3 separate regions of the Mus musculus genome follow, and all the other regions are linked to region 2. The links are chromatin contacts, called in public HiChIP or PLAC-seq and promoter capture Hi-C maps. All regions are on one chromosome and are shown on one strand. The core of a region is the stretch at or near the end of the contact, and the rest is flanking DNA. Distances in the headings are between cores, read along the strand shown.

What was found. Promoter capture Hi-C pulls out the DNA fragments that hold promoters and counts their contacts. HiChIP or PLAC-seq counts read pairs in DNA pulled down with a chosen protein or histone mark.
Region 1: a contact with region 2 is called in an H3K4me3 HiChIP or PLAC-seq map of bone marrow-derived macrophages, with 2.6 times the contacts expected there. The contact joins the enhancer-like site here to the promoter of Gosr1 in region 2. A contact is called at or near these places in 3 of 39 promoter capture datasets (the C10 cell line, the SN4741 cell line and neutrophils), 1 of 115 datasets of contacts at active chromatin or transcription factors (bone marrow-derived macrophages) and 1 of 9 other capture datasets (pancreatic islet).
Region 3: a contact with region 2 is called in a promoter capture Hi-C map of stem cell-derived epiblast-like cells, with 4 times the contacts expected there. The contact joins the enhancer-like site here to the promoter of Gosr1 in region 2. A contact is called at or near these places in 7 of 39 promoter capture datasets (the 3T3-L1 cell line, 3T3-L1-derived adipocytes, the C10 cell line and 3 more), 6 of 484 Hi-C or Micro-C datasets (LSK cells, cerebral cortex, colorectal tumor organoids and 3 more), 2 of 115 datasets of contacts at active chromatin or transcription factors (embryonic stem cells and large pre-B cells) and 1 of 9 other capture datasets (pancreatic islet).

What each region holds. Positions count from the first base shown.
Region 1 is chr11:76,991,578-76,994,523 of GRCm38.p6, forward strand. No RefSeq gene overlaps it. Among named protein-coding and RNA genes, the nearest start is that of Slc6a4, 5.5 kb to the right of the region's middle. Within about 2 kb of position 1,469, at least 61 of the 459 cell types and tissues checked have an H3K27ac peak or open chromatin away from gene starts, as enhancers often do. A contact at or near this core is called in bone marrow-derived macrophages, where this site is marked.
Region 2 is chr11:76,762,259-76,765,141 of GRCm38.p6, forward strand. Gosr1 (golgi SNAP receptor complex member 1) reads right to left here and starts at 1,320. Exons shown (of 9, transcript NM_016810.4): 1 at 1,262-1,320. The coding sequence starts at 1,292.
Region 3 is chr11:76,530,140-76,532,839 of GRCm38.p6, forward strand. All of the region lies in intron 1 of Abr (active BCR-related gene), which reads right to left. Among named protein-coding and RNA genes, the nearest start is that of Abr, 40 kb to the right of the region's middle. Within about 2 kb of position 1,347, at least 90 of the 459 cell types and tissues checked have an H3K27ac peak or open chromatin away from gene starts, as enhancers often do. A contact at or near this core is called in cerebral cortex, embryonic stem cells, olfactory sensory neurons and 2 more, where this site is marked.

The DNA.
Region 1 (2,946 bases), core at 219-2,718, 230 kb after region 2:
CCTCCTCCTTCTCCTCTTCCTCTTCCTCCTCCTCCTCATCATCATCGTTATTAACAGTTGCTTTACAAGACTATCTGTGGAAGGACAGCAAAAACAGAAGGACTGTGGTGACTTCCCTGGGCTGGGTGTGACTCCCTACCATGTACAGGGCTCTGGGTTTCATCTGCAGTGCCATGTGCAGAAACCTGTGTCATCTCCGAGACTCACCTAGGGAGATCCTAATGGCTCACCAGACCTAAACATCTCCAGAAGCCACAGAAGTCCTTAACTCCTACTAGGACACGTTTGATGACAGGGACAGTCATACTCAGCTCACCTCTCCAAACCCACTGTTCTTATTCACCTGGCTCCAGTTTATCTCTCCAACACTTGATCTTCAGTTCTGCCAGCCCGCTGTACCATCTTCCTAATGCTCTCCCTCTGGGTCCTTGTATGACTGGCTTCTCAGCCTTCAGGTCATAGATACTGTCAAAGGCCATCAGGTCACCCCATCTAGGGAGCCAGTTTCCCTCCTATCCCTCATCCCTTGGACACCTGTCAGTCTGTCCTGTTACTTATTTTCATGACAGCACTTTAGGCCTTGTGAATGTATTTATATGTTTTTATTGTCTGGCTTCCCCCAAAGTCAGTATCCCTGCCAGCTTCCCAAGGGCATGAACATTCTCTCCCCTTGCCCCCACCCCAACCCCAGGCACCCCAGCCCCAGTGTATTCTCCATGCCAAGAAAATACCAGAGGCTGGGTGACTGAATGCCCTACAACCTGATGGCAGTAATCAGTTAAAAGCTTATGCAGAGATCTGAAGCCTGCTTCCCTGTAAGCTGGTGGGGACAAGTTGAACAGGAGAGCAAAGGCCCTGTGACTCCATATTCATTCTTAGGTGCCTGGGACGGCATACGTAGGAGAAGAGGCAGAGAGATGAGCAATGGCCTGGCCTGCTCAGCTTTCTTCTGGCTTGAACCTTTCTATTTCTAGTTAGCCCAAGCCCAAAGGAATAGCAGAAGGAAGATAAGACAGACAAGCTGCCTGGTGATTCAGCTTAGAGGTGGCACAAGCCTGGAGAAGCCACTGACATTCTCTGAACCTCGGTTTCCACATTACCCATATTAAAAAGTTATCTTAAATTTCATTAAGTATGAAAGCTCTGCTTGAACATGAGAAACACTCATATACTTTTAATAATTCAGCATTTAACCTATATGATAGGAAGAGGGCAGAACATTATGCATGTATTTAGAAGATACACAACAAAAGGCAGCTTTTATTAAACCCTTTCTCCCAAGCTTCTCCAGCAGCCTGGTGTGGCAGGAAGGCTCCCCGGGGAGTTAAGAGAACTCCCTGATCCCCAGCTAAGTCTGTCACTGAGGTAGGAAATAAGCTGTTAAATAGAAAGGTGACTATATGTGAGGCTTCCATGCAGCACCGTGAGGGCTGTGACAGCCTGAAGCTACAGAGGAACTGTATACCCACTTTTGACCACAGAGACCGCAGACCTCAGGGAGGAGGGTAGCCAGCTCACCAAGAAAGGCCTGTGGGGAACTCCCCAGATGCAAAAGTCTTGTTGTCACTGAAGTGGGGGCAGGGAGAGAAGAGCCCAAGAGAGTTCACCCAGGATAGGGAAAGGGAAGGGAGACAGAGACACGGGGAAATGGCTTCTGCTCACATCTGCAGCCCTGAACCCAGAGGGGAGCACTGTCTTCCCACAGCATCCTCTCTGTCACACACAAAGACACTGCTGCTGAGGAGTCACCTCCCACATGGAAGGCCATTGTCTATGGTGTCAAGGGGATCCAGTAGTTTTCCAGGGCTTGACAGCTTTGCAAGACGCTCAGGTTCTTCGAATGCCTTTCTCGTCTCGTTTTTATTGATTTATGTATTATTTAAAATAAAGAATGCTGGTTTGAGGGGCAGGGCCATGGTACACTGGTAGAAGGCTTGCTTAGCAGATCTAAAACCTGCTTTTCTGGGGGGAAAATTATAAAAGCATTACTGCAAATTCTTTTTAAAAAAATACTTATTTTTATTTCATGTGTATGAGTGTATTGCCTGCATGTATGTGTATGTACCACACATATGTCTGGTGTCTACGGAGGCCAGGAGGGAGGACATTGGATCCCCTTGAACTGAAGTTACTGATAGTTGTGAGCTGCCATGTGGATGCTGGGCACCCCCTCTGAAGCAGCAAGTGCTTTTAGCCACTGAGCCATCTCTCCAGCCCCTGCTGCAGATTCTCAATAGTCTGAAATGTGCACAGTGGGCTAGAGAGACGGCTCTGTAGTGAAGAGCACTAAAGCTCTTCTGCGTGTGTGGGTCCCCAGCATCCACATCGGGTAGCTCACTCACATCCACCTGCAATTCCAACTCTAAGGAGTCTGATATACTCCTCTGGCCACATACTCATTCACCTAGACACATGTAAATCTGCATATATAATATAATATAATATAATATAATATAATACAATATAATATGAATTTCTTTATATATACACATATATAAATCTTTTAGAAGGAGAAGATGAAGAAGATGAAGAAGAAGAAGAAGAAGAAGAAGAAGAAGAAGAAGAAGAAGAAGAAGAAGAAGAAGAAGAAGAAGAAGAAGAAGAAGAAGAAGAGGAGGAGGAGAAGAAGAAGAAAAGAAGGAGAAGGAGAAGAAGAAAAAGAAGAAGAAGAGGAAGAAGAGGAAGAGGAAGAAGAGGAAGAAGGGGAAGAAGAAGAAGAAGAGGAAGAGGAAGAAGAGGAAGAGGAAGAAGAAGAAGAAGAGGAGGAGGAGGAAGAGGAGGAGGAGGAGAAAGAGAAGGAGAAGAAGAAGTAGTAGTAGTAGTAGTAGTAGTAGTAGTAGTAGTAGTAGTAGTAAACCGGGCGTGGTGGCGCACGCCTTTAATCCCAGCACTCAGGAAGCAGAGGCAGGTGGATCTCTGAGTTCAGCCTGGTCTACAGAATGAGTT
Region 2 (2,883 bases), core at 70-2,569:
GTGTATCTACCCAGAGACCAAATCCCACTCCTAACGTCAGCTCAGCCACCTATTGTCTTTGAGATTTACTGATGATCCAGTTCATTTAAAAACCTCAAGCTTTCAGTTTTTCTATACATGCTTAAAGCATCTGGTACAAAGATATATTGTCAATATATTAATTGCTTTAATTATTACAGTATAGTGTTTCAAAAACCCACAGCCTAATGACTATCAATAATGACTATCATAGCAGCTACTCCTATCTACATAGTTTAAAAAGAAATTCTAGCTACGACAAGTATTTCCAAAGGGCATTTTAAATACACATTTTAAACTATAGGCATGTTTCTCTGTAATTCTATTTATCTATTTAGTCTAATGAAAAGCATAAAGTAGAATGTATTTTGAAAACATGACAGAACATAAAATTCAGTCCCTTAGATCTACTGGCTGATGGTGACAATACCATATTTCCCAGGGGCTTCATGGGACAAAAAGAGGAAATAGGCTTAAAAACTAAATAAGCAAAAGGTTAAATGAAACAAAGTGGGCCATTTCTGATCTCTGTGGATCACTGTGGACTAGGAAGGTTTTGTGTGACCTCACTTGAGTGGACCAGACTTTCAGGAATTAAATAAGCACAACTGAAGGTTTTCCTGGCGGGAGACGAACAGCAAACGTATTCATTAGAACCTTTTTTTGCTATCATTTTTAACAAAACCGATCTTGGAGTCCAGGGAAGAAGGTACAGTTATTTTCAGTATTCTGTCACCCAGTCGTCATTAAAGTCTCAATCTCAAATTGCCAGTTGGGGTCCAGGAGGAGACGACCATCCACTAAAATATCCCTGCAAGGCTGGCGCTGACAAGTCCCTCCTCACTCCTAGTTGTCTGACAGTGACCTCAACTCCAAGGTTCTGACTGCTCGTCTTCCGGGCTCTGGATATTGTTGCTCAACACCCTCCTCCCAAGAGCTCGTCCCCGCAGCCCCATCCGGAGAGCCTCACTACCCCTCACACACTTCCATCTGGAGCCTCAGGCGCCTCTTCCTCTCCATCCCGGCTCCCTCCACTCCCGGACCCAACCCCTTCCCAGGTCCGGCTCACTCCGCCCCAGCTCCTTCCCCAAGTTCCCAGGCCCAGGGCTCCTCTTGGACAACCTCATCCCAAAGTGTGGCTCATTCCGTAGCCTGGCTCTTCCCTCTGCTGCCTCCCTCAAGATCCAGCCTCATTAAGTTCACTCTGCACCCGGTGGAACCCACTCCGAGGCCTTGCCCTCACCTTCCCAGTAATTGCTGGTTCCTGCCGCCATCTTTGTTGCCCAACGTCAGTCGGGACAGGCGAGTAGAGGCCTTGAAGGCCAGAGAGTCACCTCCACGCCTTCTTCCACCCCCGAGCGCCGAGGCTGATGGGATACGCTAGCCTCCTTAGACACTGCCACCTGGTGGACAATTCGTTATTTTACAGCTTTAAGTAGCTCGTTTGAAAGCGTCGTTTAGCTGTTCTGGGTGTTCATACCACATCTTTTCAGTCTTCAGTCTTCAATTTCTTCATCTCGGATTGTTCTTTTCAGCGGGTGACTTAGAGGAGAGACACAATTTCCATTATCTCCCCTTAAATAGGATGTCTTGGGACCGGAGGTGGGGGGGTGGTGGTGGTGGTGTCAAGCTTAATGGGGCAGGTGCCTTGCCTGAATGTAAGAGGGTCTGGGTTCGACCCCCAGCATTCCATAAACAGAACATGGTAGTATATGCCTTTAATCCTAGTACTCAGAATGTGGGGATAAAAAGACCAGAAGTTCAAGGTCATCCTCAGCTACATAGAGAGTTCAAGGCTAGGTGGGGATAAATGTCTCAAGAAGAAAAAGAAAAAGAAAAAGAAAAAGTACCTTCAATCAGCATTTTCCTTTCTCAGAGCCAGTGGTTCTTTTCCTGCCCATCTTCCACTGTCCAGTATGTAAAGTTCCTTCCCTGGTTGACTTCCCTATGTCTACAGCAGAGCATCAGTCCTCTGTCCCTTGCTAACAGCTTCCATGTGCCCACAGCCTGAAGCTCACTGATGTCGTTAGACTAGCTGGCTATCCAGCCCCAGTTTTGGCTTTCCCAGTGCTGGGATTACAGACATATGATGACACGCCTGGCCTTTTCATGTTTGTCCTAGGGATCTGAACTCACATCCTAATGCATGCATGCCAAGCAATTTACTGGCTGAGTATAATATGCATTATAGTAATAAATTGTTATGTGTTGTTTAAGTCCATTGAAAAGCTGGTTGTGGACATAGGGTTGTCACCCCGTGCCCCAGTCACACACATACTTAATACCCAAGCATATTTCTTGTAAATTGTCCCAGAGACCCCCTGGCTGGGGATGGGCTACCTGGCTGGCTCTGTGAGAAAGCAATAGTGTAGCAAAATGGCCCAAAGAGTAAAAAATACCAGGTCCGGGAGGACAGAAGGAGAGTATCTGAGTTAACACACCGTGTCCTTGATCACAGCTGATCATTCCCTCTGACCTTCCTGACATAAAGATGCCCACGGTGGGAATGGTTCATTGGACATCTTACCTAAGAGAAGCCGTTCTTCCTGGAACCCTTTTTGTGGGTCAGAGAGAGGCTCCAACTAGCTGGTTTTTGCTCTCCAGGTCTCCTCCGTTGCTTTCTGCTGGATGACGTAAGTGTCTGATCTCATGAACTACTACCTCCTGCTTGCTGTCTCTTTCTTTCATTTCTGTTTGCTGTATACCTAAAAACCAAACTTGCTTGAAAATAGCACAGCGATTGCAGATCATTCTTTGTTCAGGACACTGGGCCATCTCCCCAGGTCCCTGGCTATGCATTTCTTAAACTCGATTTCCCATTGTTCTGTTTGGAGAACATCTTCTATTCTGCCTGCAGGGTGATTG
Region 3 (2,700 bases), core at 97-2,596, 230 kb before region 2:
CTTAGGTAGACCCGATTTCTGAGCTCTCAACAGGCCCAGACCCTCAGATCCAGACATTTTACTCACCCCTAATCACTTCTGAGAATTTATCGGACAACTGGTCCTTATCTGCAAAGGGACCTGAGGGTCTGCGGATGTGCCAAGCATATGTTAATGTTCCACCCTGACAGGGTCTCCTCTGCCTCCGGGCTGCACCATGGCGGCAGGCCACAAGATCATCACTCCTGTCCGGAGATCACAGCAGCTGCGTGTGTCACACCCCAGACAGACCTGAGAATATTTCCCGCAGAGACACTGCTGAGACGTTCTACTTAGGGATGACTGTTTCTTCCCTGGCCATTTTAAGGGTTTGTGACTTGGAGAGGTCTCTGGAATCCAGAAAAGCACAAGACAGAGAAGCAGAGCTGTGATGTCGCCCTCTGGGCAAGGTGTTAATAAGCTCTTCCTTACGCTCTTTGCCGCTTTGCTATGTAGGGGCAGCATTTTCTTGCCAGATCAGAGCATAGGCTAAGTCAGAAAACTGAGGCGGCTCTACTGTGATGCTGACACCTGACGGGTGCTCAGTGTGTTAGAACAGAATTTCGTCTCCTTTCCCACTGATGACAAAGATGAGAGACAGATCTGACTGCCTGCCCAGGTCTGTTATATTCAGCCAGATGATGTGTTCTGTTAGGGGGGAGGGAGGAAAACCTGCAGAAGGCAGCCCAAGCAGGTTTATCATCTCAGATTTGGAGCTCTGGGAGATGAGAGGATACCCTGACCTTTCTCTGTCTCCGAATTCTAGCTCACTTAGTCAAATTCCAGTTTCACCCCAACCCCAGAACTAGGCAGAGGAGCCAATGCAGGGGCCACTTGTGTCCTTTAGTTAAACACACCTGATGCCCACCAGCTTCTGGCTCAGCCCCATCCTGCCTGCTGAAGCAGATGACACCTCCACGGAGTGATGGGAATGTAGACCCACCAGAACTGGGTGCCTATCACACTGCAACACCACAAGGTGAAGAAAAACACACCCTCCACTACTTCATCCTTCTCTCTGTTTTGTAGCCTGGTAGTCACCATAGCAACAGGCTCCAGCTCCAGCCTGCCAGGCCAGGCTGATGCAATTCTCAGCCAGTGAGCGGCTCAGACTCACTCACACAGCTCTGTTCTCACTCAGGGGTGGGCGGGGGGCTGGGGGGGGGGTAAGAACAAATGAGGAAGGAGGAGAGAGGGGTGCAGCTGACAGACACTCTGCTCCCCCATTCGTTCAAGAGCTGAATCCAAAGGACCAAGACCATGAAGTGAGCAAAGGCTTCTCTTCCCACATCCCTAACGAACAGTGTCACTGCAATGGATGCCACCTGTGGAAGATCAGGGAAGTCACACTGTGCCAAAGTACACTCTACTCTCCTAAGACTCCTTTCTCATCCGCTGACTCTGCACCCTGCAGCCCACCCCTCCTCTGAACTCACGGGCAGCCCAACTCTTCAGAAGTCAACAGGTGCAGGGTTGGGGGTGTGGCTCTGGAGTAGAGCATTTGTTAAGCATGTACCCAGTCCTGTGTTCTGTCTCCAAGACAGCAAAACAAACCAACAAAAAACAAACAAACAAACAAACAAATCAGAAAGGGACACACATAGCTTCATACACTCTGTATCAGCTGCATGGTCCCCATAATCTCAGCCCTCTCTTGCAAGCTGACATGTTCCCATAATGCCTCCAAACTTTCAGCCCCACTCTGAGGGTCTCCCAGCTTCCCTGGGAGTTCTACTCGCTCTACATTTAGGATATACCTGCCAAGACCCACCCAACCCAACCCATTGGCTCACCAATGCCACCAACTTCAGGAAAGAAGAACTAGGAAACGTAAAGGGTCAACTCACCCAGTCCTCACCACCCCCAAAGGCCACAGGCAAAGAGCCCATGTTTTCAGGAGAGCTGGCAAGGCTAGAGTCCCCCCAGCCTCCGAGTGCCTACCCATGGATGCAGGATTCGCCCTCCCGTGCAGGCCACCGTCAGTGCAAATGCCTGTAGTGCCAGGAACGCCTCCCTCCAGCTGGCTGGCTCTCTTTCCCACCTGGTCCTTGGAGCTCTCCTACCCAGGGCACTCAGGGCACCCACCCAATCAGTAGCTGAGATTCACACCAACAGGCCCTGCTCTGGGACCTGCACCCTGGCAGAGGCCTGCACTGGGGCACCTCACTGCCACCTCCCTGGCCACCCTGACAGATACGGGAAATGATTAGCTGGGAGAGCCTCTTGGGAAAAGCGTTCACCATGGGATGCCCAGTAACTCGTCCTGTGTCCTGCGGGAGCTTCCAAGACTACAGAGAAGTGGAAAACTGCTGGCAGCGGCTTCCAATAAACATCTTCAGGGCAGAGCTGAAGAGTCCGGAAATAATCCTATATAGCTATGATCAAGGACTTTTTTTTTTTTTTTTTGCTTTTGCTTTTCAGTCTCTTTCTGTAGCCTAAATGGGCTCAAATCTAACCTGCTCTGCCTTAGTCTCCCAAAGGGGCACTACAGGTAGCCAACTGATTTTTTGTATTGTTTTCTGGTACAGGGATTAAGCCCAGGACATCGTACATTTGGGGAAAGCACTGCCTCCCATCATTTGAATCCTGACAAGGATGCCAATGCTACTCTATAGGGAAAGAACAGACTTTTCAACAAATGGCACCAGCACAACGGGATTACCAAACATAAAACAGTGAAAT